Linked DNA regions of Ovis aries: region 1 is linked to region 2. Evidence: chromatin contacts called from public Hi-C data. All regions are on one chromosome and are shown on one strand. The core of a region is the stretch at or near the end of the contact, and the rest is flanking DNA. Distances in the headings are between cores, read along the strand shown.

What was found. A called contact is a pair of places that touch in the nucleus more often than the background predicts.
Region 1: a contact with region 2 is called in a Hi-C map of blood, with 3 times the contacts expected there. The contact joins the promoter of TICAM2 here to the promoter of CCDC112 in region 2. A contact is called at or near these places in 13 of 16 Hi-C or Micro-C datasets (blood, hypothalamus, liver and 6 more).

Annotation. Positions count from the first base shown.
Region 1 is chr7:4,448,252-4,452,137 of ARS-UI_Ramb_v3.0, forward strand. It overlaps TICAM2 (TIR domain containing adaptor molecule 2), which reads right to left and starts at 1,277. Exons shown (of 4, transcript XM_060418740.1): 1 at 1,210-1,277; 2 at 679-728. LOC132660149 (a long non-coding RNA gene) reads left to right here and starts at 1,410. Exons shown (of 2, transcript XR_009601397.1): 1 at 1,410-1,810.
Region 2 is chr7:4,133,609-4,137,675 of ARS-UI_Ramb_v3.0, forward strand. CCDC112 (coiled-coil domain containing 112) reads right to left here and starts at 1,382. Exons shown (of 10, transcript XM_027971452.3): 1 at 1,097-1,382. The coding sequence starts at 1,210.

The DNA.
Region 1 (3,886 bases), core at 27-2,526, 310 kb after region 2:
CGCTGAATGCTTGCATGTGGGGTCTGAGCTGAAAAGAGGAGTCAAATGACAATCCCTTAGACTTTCAGCCTCAATGGAGGGCAGTAACATTTCCTGTGATAAGGAAGGTAAATGAGAGAACAGAAGAGAGGACTGGGTGGATGCCTGTCAGTAATTCTTTTGGAACACACTAAATTTAACTGCCCATCAGACTTCCAAGTGGACATGTTAAGCTAGATACGAGATGTTAATCTAGAGCTCAGGAGAGAAGTGAAGCTAGAAAAAAAAATCTGGAAGTCATCAGCTTATAGATGGTATTTAGAGTCATGAAAAATGGCTTGGGATAAAAATTGCCTTGGGAGAAAGTAACCCAACACCGTAGCAGTGTAACTGTGGTGGCTGAGAAGAGGAGAAGCCTGGAGACATAGAGTGGCCAGGGAGGCGGAAGGACATTCAGAGAGTGGTGACCTGACAGCCACATGAAAGAAAAAATATCGAGGAGGGAGCAAATAACTGATTCATAGGAGGTGAAAACTCGCACAGATAACTGATTTATCAGGAGGTATTTGTTAAATGAATAAATTTTTAAAATATCACAGGGAGCAAATGACTCTACAGATGAGGTGTAAAAGATCCAATACACAGCTGGACATCTGAGGAATGTTCATTTTGCTTCAGGAGGAGGAGGTAAGTCATTACTCTGTATCTGCTCATCTACTTTTTGATTTCAGTGAGTTGCTTAACTCCATCTGCAACCAACACATTAATTACGATGTTAAAACGGGCCATATTTTTAAAGTTTACTGCCATGAAAAACTGGATAGGTCCTAACAAATACTGAAAACGAGCTCACCGCTGCCAGCCCTAATTCTTTTCATCCAAATTAGCTTTTGGACAAGGTCCCAAATAAGCAAACCAAAACCAAAACTTTCAGCACAGACTCAAGCGTGCTTGGGGGAGACTCCCACCAGGAGAACTTTTAAGCCTTCTGAGACGCTGGGCTCTTTGCTTAGGGTTCTGAGATTTCTTAAAAAAAAAAAAAAAAGGTTTTCTAGTTAAAATGAAGCTTCAAGAAAGGTAGAGTTTCGAGAGGGATTCTCCCCTCGGAGGAAGGCGACTCAGCCGAATAGACGGCCGGCTCCCCCACCCCCCGGCTCCCCGAGGTGGCGGCCCGCCCAGCGCCCGACCCTCCCGGGCCCCGGCCCACCCGCGCGGACGCCGGCTACTTGCCGGGGAGGTGCGCTGCTCCGAGCCCCACGGCGACGTCTGCCTCGCCCGCCGAGCGCTGGGCCACTTCCGGTGGGCGGGGGTCGAGACGGCCGGCCGGCGGCGCGGACCCGCCCCACGCCCGCGGCACGAGCGCGGCGCGCGGAAGTCCGGGGGCCGGCGCGTCCCGCCCCTCGGGGGCGCGCCGCCGCTTGGAGGTTTACGGGCCCACCCCACCCGCGGGGAGGCCGGGGTGCATCAGGCTGGAAGTCTTCGGGTGGCGGCGGGAAGGAGCCGGCCGGGACGGCGAAGGAGAGGAGCTCGCGCAGGGGAGTTCAGCCCGCACTCCTGCCTTGGTGTTACTGTTTTTTAAAGGCCCGCGAGAGCCGACTCGGAGGCTGGGAGGGAAGAAGGGCTCCACTGTCTCTTCCCTGCAGACCTGGGCGCTGGGGTGGGAGCTGCAGCCGCGGCCTCTGCGTCTACCCAGCGCGCCCAAACACAGCCTGCAGCAAGCCCCGGGGCTCCCAACAGAAGCCTCTAGACTCTATAAAGGAAAGAAACAGCCAGTTTCACCCAAACTCTCTAAGACCCTCCTCGAGGTACAGCGACTCTCCAGTTCCTCCAGGTTGGTCCCTTGACTTTTCCTTTCTCTTTGGGGTTCTCTCACTGACGGCTGCAGCAATCAACCACATCCCTGGTTAGGGACGGTGGCGCGTCAGTAACCACCCCCCGCCCCCTAAACGCACACACGCACACATGCCGGGCCCAAAGCCACCTTGAGAAAGATTCCTTTCTCAGATTCTGTATCGCAGCGGAAACGCCACTGAATGTTTCAGTTCAGTTCAGTCGCCCGGTCGTGTCCGACTCTGCGACCCCATGAATCGCAGCACGCCAGGCCTCCCTGTCCATCACCAACTCCCGGAGTTCACTCAGACTCACGTCCATCGAATCAGTGATGCCATCCAGCCATCTCATCCTCTGTCGTCCCCTTCTCCTCCTGCCCCCAATCCCTCCCAGCATCAGAGTCTTCCGGTGAGTCAACTCTTCGCATGAGGTGGCCAAAGTACTGGAGTTTCAGCTTTAGCATCATTGCTTCCAAAGAAATCCCAGGGCTGATCTCCTTCAGAAGGGACTGGTTGGATCTCCTTGCAGTCCAAGGGACTCTCAAGAGTCTTCTCCAGCACCACAGTTCAAAAGCATCAATTCTTCGGCCCTCAGCTTTTTTCACATCCATACATGACCACTGGATAAACCATAGCCTTGACTAGACGGACCTTTGTTGGCAAAGTAATGTCTCTGCTTTTCAATATACTATCTAGGTTGGTCATAACTTCTTTCAAGGAGTAAGCGTCTTTTAATTTCATGTCTGCAGTCACCATCTGCAGTGATTTTGAAGTCCCCAAAAATAAAGTCTGACACTGTTTCCACTGTTTCCCCATCTATTTCCCATGAAGTGATGGGACTCGATGCCATGATCTTCGTTTTCTGAATGTTGAGCTTTAAGCCAACTTTTTCACTCTCCTCTTTCACTTTCATCAAGAGGCTTTTTTAGTTCCTCTTCACTTTCTGCCATAAGGGTGGTGTCATCTGCATATCTGAGGTTATTGATATTTCTCCTGGCAATCTTGATTCCAGCTTGTGCTTCTTCCAGCCCAGTGTTTTCATGATGTACTCTGCATATAAGTTAAATAAGCAGGGTAGGAAGAACAAAAAACAACCAAGTAATCTAAGACGATGAAAAGCCAGATCGTAATCCTACCATCTCTCAGGCTTCCAATCCTAATCATACCCAAAGACCCCAATTCAGAAATCACATACACGACCACCACCCCACCTCCCCTATCCTGTATGCGGGCCCTTTTCAGGCAATCCCTACTCACTGCTGAAGGAGGAGAACTCCATTAGGAAACCTCAGAGAAGACAATGAATAGTAAACTGGAATTGAAGGCCCACTCATGGGAAGAGTTGACTCACTGGAAAAGACTCTGATGCTGGGAGGGATTGGGGGCAGGAGGAGAAGGGGACAACAGAGGATGAGATGGCTGGATGGCATCACCGACTTGATGGACGTGAGTTTGAGTGAACTCCGGGAGTTGGTGATGGACAGGGAGGCCTGGCATGCTGCGATTCATGGGGTTGCAGAGTCAGACACGACTGAGCAACTGAACTGAACTGAACTGAGCTGAACCTGGATCTCCGGGGCTTCCCTGGTGGCTCAGCTGGTAAAGAACCCGCCTGCAATTCAGGAGACCCAGGTTCCATCCCTGGGTTAGAAAGATCCCCTGGAGAAGGGAATCCCCTGGAGGAGGGAACCCACCCCCGTATTCTTGCCTGAAGATTCCCATGGACAGAGGAGCACCTGGATCTCAGAGGCTTACTACATACAGGTAGAGCTAGGTTATTTTCTCTCCCTCTCCCCACTACCTAACATCAGGATGGACCATCGAAGGTGGCACTGGCTGACTAGTTACTTGGTGCAATGCCCTATTAAGCCTGTGTCAGCACAATTCATTATCCACCGACAGCGGGTTTTCCTCCACCCTGTTTCACCCTTTCAGGTAAATAGTCGCCTCCCTGTTCCTAACCCTGATTTCGGTGTTGACCATCTGGTGATGTCCATGTGTAGTCTTCTCTTGTGTTGTTGGAAGAGGGTGTTTGCTATGACCAGTGCATTTTCTTGGCAAAACTCTATTAGCCTTTG
Region 2 (4,067 bases), core at 132-2,631:
CTGAGCTGATTGCATTTGAACAAAGATATCTGAAGGTGGAGATGGTGCTGGCCGTGAGACCAGGAAGGAAGAGCATTCCAAGCAGAGGGAACAGCAATTGCAAAGCTCCTGAGGCAGGAGTGTGCTCGCCTGTCTGAAGGACCACAGGAAGCCAGTATGACTGCAGCAGACCCAGAGCAGGGGACTGGAGATGAGGTGACAGGGAGATCTTGGGGGCAGCTCAGAGGCCCTGTAGAGTCTAAGGTGTGGAACATGGTGAAAACGTCTGCTTTCACTCTGAGGGATCTGGGCAGACAAGTGTCATTCCTGAATGGTCTGGTTGTTGTGAATATGTCAGGAAGGCAAGAGTGGATGAATAGAAACCAACTAAGAAAGTGTTTCTGCTAAGGGAGAAATGATGGCGTGGACATGGGTAGTAGTGCTTGAAGTGGGATTCTTGACTTATTCTGAAGGTAGGGCAGACAGGAATTGCCTGTGCTTTGGGTGTGGGCTGTGAGAGAATGCGGAGGAGTCGAGATCTTTGACAAGAGCTGCTGGCTCCAACGATCCTCTTCCGGGAATCTCCTAATCCTTACTGCAGAGAAAGGGGTCCCAAGGAGATCTCTGGAAACACATCTGCCTCGGAGACCATCCCAGTTTGATTCCTCCTTGTGTTCCCAGCGCTGACACAATAATAGAGCAGCCATCAGCCACTGGGCACTGACTCTCTCTCCAACCAAGCACTGTACCAGGGGCTTCCCAGACAAGGTGCAGGGTTCAGGAAGGTGCGTATGATCAGATCCAACGCTTAGAGAAGAAACGGAGTCACGAGAGGTTAAGTGTGTTCCTATCACAGAGGCAGAGCCAGGGTTTCCACCCAGACTTTCCTCCACTCCCAAACAACCAGGGAGGGGGCTCCGTAACAGCAGTTAAAAATGCACGAGCGAACAAAGCACAAGGCTGGCAAGCGCCAGGCCCCGGGCGAAGGGAGGCTAACGGCCGCGGCTCCCGCCTCCCGGCCGCGCTGCAGAGGACACCTGTTCAGCCGGGGACCCGTCCCGCGCCTCCGGCGCCAGCAGCCCCCTCAGGCCCACCTCTGCCTCCTCCATTTATTTACCTGTTGCGGCACCGCGGCTCCCACGCTGGTTCCCGGGGCCGCGCCCGCCCCCGCCACAGCCCCGGCTACGGCGGTGGCCGCCGCCGCCACCACAACCGTCGTCAGGGCGGCCATCTTTTCACGCCGCGCCGCGCGCTCCAGCGGCGGCCACCCGGGTCTGGAGTGGCGGGCTTCGGTCGTGCGGAGATCCGGGCTCTGCCGGGGCGGCTGGGCTCCTCCACAGGGATGCAGAGCGCGACGGAGATGCGGGGCGGAGCCGGGCCGAGCGGCGAGGCGGGGCGGGTTCGGAACCAGGGCGGGGCCGGGGAGGGGGGGGGGCGGGGCAGGGGCGGGGCCGGAGCGCAGGGCGGGGCCGGAGCGCAGGGCGGGGCCGGAGAGCGGGGCGGGGCCGGAGCGCGGGGCGGGGTCGGAGCGCGGGACGTAGGCTGGGGCGGGACAGGGGCTGGAGCGCGGGACAGGGGCGAGGGCGGAGCGCGGGGCAGGGGCGGGGCCGGAGCGAGGCGGGGCCGGGTCGGAGCGCGGGGCGGGGCCGGAGCGGGGCGGGGCCGGAGCCGGGGCGGGGCCGGAACCGGGGCGGGGCGGGGACGGGGGCTGGGGCGGGGACCGGGGCTGGGGCGGGGACCGGGGCTGGGGCGGGGGCTGGGGCGGGGCGCGGTCGGAACCGGGGCGGGGCGCGGGGGCCGGCGCCGGGGGCCTGGGACCCGGGACCCGGGGCCGGGGGCCGGGGGCCGGGGGCCGAGGGGCGGGGGCCTGGGGCGGGGTGGGGACCGGGCCTTGGGGTGGGCTGTGCCGTGCTGTGTGGCGCGGTAGTATTGATATATCACCGTCCATGTATCTACTCTTACTCGGCAAAAATATTTCTCCTCGCCCCCGGTTCCCTAACTACCAGGAAAATTCACTCTCTTTCGCTGTCATACTTAAATTTATTCATGTCATATATATATTATATATATAGGTATCGATATATTCATAGATATAGGTACTTTGGGCTTCCCTGGTAGCTCAGACGGTAAAGCGTCTGCCTGCAATGTGGGAGACCTGGGTTCAATCCCTGGGTCAGGATGATTACCCTGGAGAAGGAAATTGCAACCCACTCCAGTACTCTTTTCCATCCTGGAAAATTCCATGGATGGAGGAGCCTGGTAGGCTGCAGTCCACGGGATCGCAGAGTCAGACACGACTGAGCAACTTCACAAAAAAACAAAGATAGATACTTTACAAAATAGAACTTTTGTAGGTTTCTGTTAAGTTCTGGTGAAACAGTATAAAGTGAAAAAAACATGATTGATGAGCCTAAACAATAAACGATATTTCACATTTTCAAACAAACAAAACAGAGCATGCCCCACCCCATCAGATATCAGAAGCAGGAATGGCCCACTCCGAGGACTTGGCCAAAGAGAAGAGAAATTCCAAAGATACAGTGTTGGGAAGTGGCGGGGGGAAAGGCAGAGATGACTTCTCCAGTCAAGGCATGTGCAACCAGTCACAATTCAGCTAGTTTGTGCTACCTTGCATTTTCTTCCTTTAAAGGAATGGATTCATCCATTCATCAAATCATTCATTCAGTCAATATCCAGCTGCCAGCCCTGGAAAATTAACTGTTGAATCAGGTGAACACACAAGATTCCTTCTTTCCAAACTTCTAGCAGTGACTTCAAACAAGTAAACAGCATATTTACTGAACATTTACTTTGTGCCAGCACTGTTCTAAATAATCTAGAGAAGTAGGTACTATTATCATTTTCATCTCACAGATATAGTTAAGTAACACAAGATCATACAGGTGGGAACTAGAATACAAGCTTGGGTGGCCTGACTCCAGAGATCCTCTGGGTAGAAATGTTAAACAGGCAGATGGATAAATGCTGCTGGAGCCCTGGACAAAGACTGGAGCTAAAGATATGAATTTGGTCTTCATCTCCATGTAGAAAATATCGTAAAAGACCTAATGAGGCTGCTCAGGAAGAGTACAAACTGGAGTCTGGAAAGTGAGGCCTAGAACTCTCCAACATATATGACGTGGAAGGTGGGAGAGGTCAGTAAGAAGGGGGGAGGTCTGCAATCCTATGGAAGGAAGTGTTTCAAAAAGGAGAGGATGATCAACTGTGCTCTGCTGCCCAGAGGTTGTGACATGACAACAGAACTGATGGTTAGATTTGACAATGGGGAGGCCACTGGACACTCTTAAGGGAATGTGGCAACAATATGCAAAATACCTGCTTTAAGATTTTTCCTGTTTTGTTAGGATGAAAAATTCCCCAAAACAAAACAGTTAAGAATCTCATAACCTTCATTATCTCCTCCACCATCTCAGCCAGGCTTTGATCCTGGTTCCTCAGTTCCTCCCTACTCAGAATGGGTTAATCTGTTCCACGCCTCTCTCCTACCATCTCTGGTTACCTGAAGTATTATTCCTGGGCTTGTGGAAACGTTACTCCAGTCGTCGCCTGTATGGTTGCATGGCCTTCTCTCCTGTGTGTCTGTGTCTCTGTGTCCAAATTTCCCTCTTCTTATAAGGGCACCAGTCATTGGATTAGGGTTCTTTCTAATCCCATATGACCTGATGTTAACTTTATTACATCTGCAAAGACCTGGTTTCTAAATAAGGTCACATTCAGAGATACTGGGCATTAGGACTTCAGCATATCTCTTTAGAGGACACAATTCCACTCATAGCACATATATAATACTCTACACCTTACTCTTTTTAACTTAATATATCTTGTAACTCTATAAAGAAAGCTGAGTGCCAAAGAATTGATGCATTTGAACTGTGGTATTGGAGAAGACTCTTGAGAGTCTCTTGGACTGGACAAGACCCTGATGCTGGGAAAGATTGAAGGCGGAAGGAGAAGGGGACGACAGAGGATGAGATGGTTGGATGGCATCACTGACTCGATGGACATGAGTTTGAGTAGGCTCCGGGAGTTGGTGATGGACAGGGAGGCCTGGCGTGCTGCAGTCCATG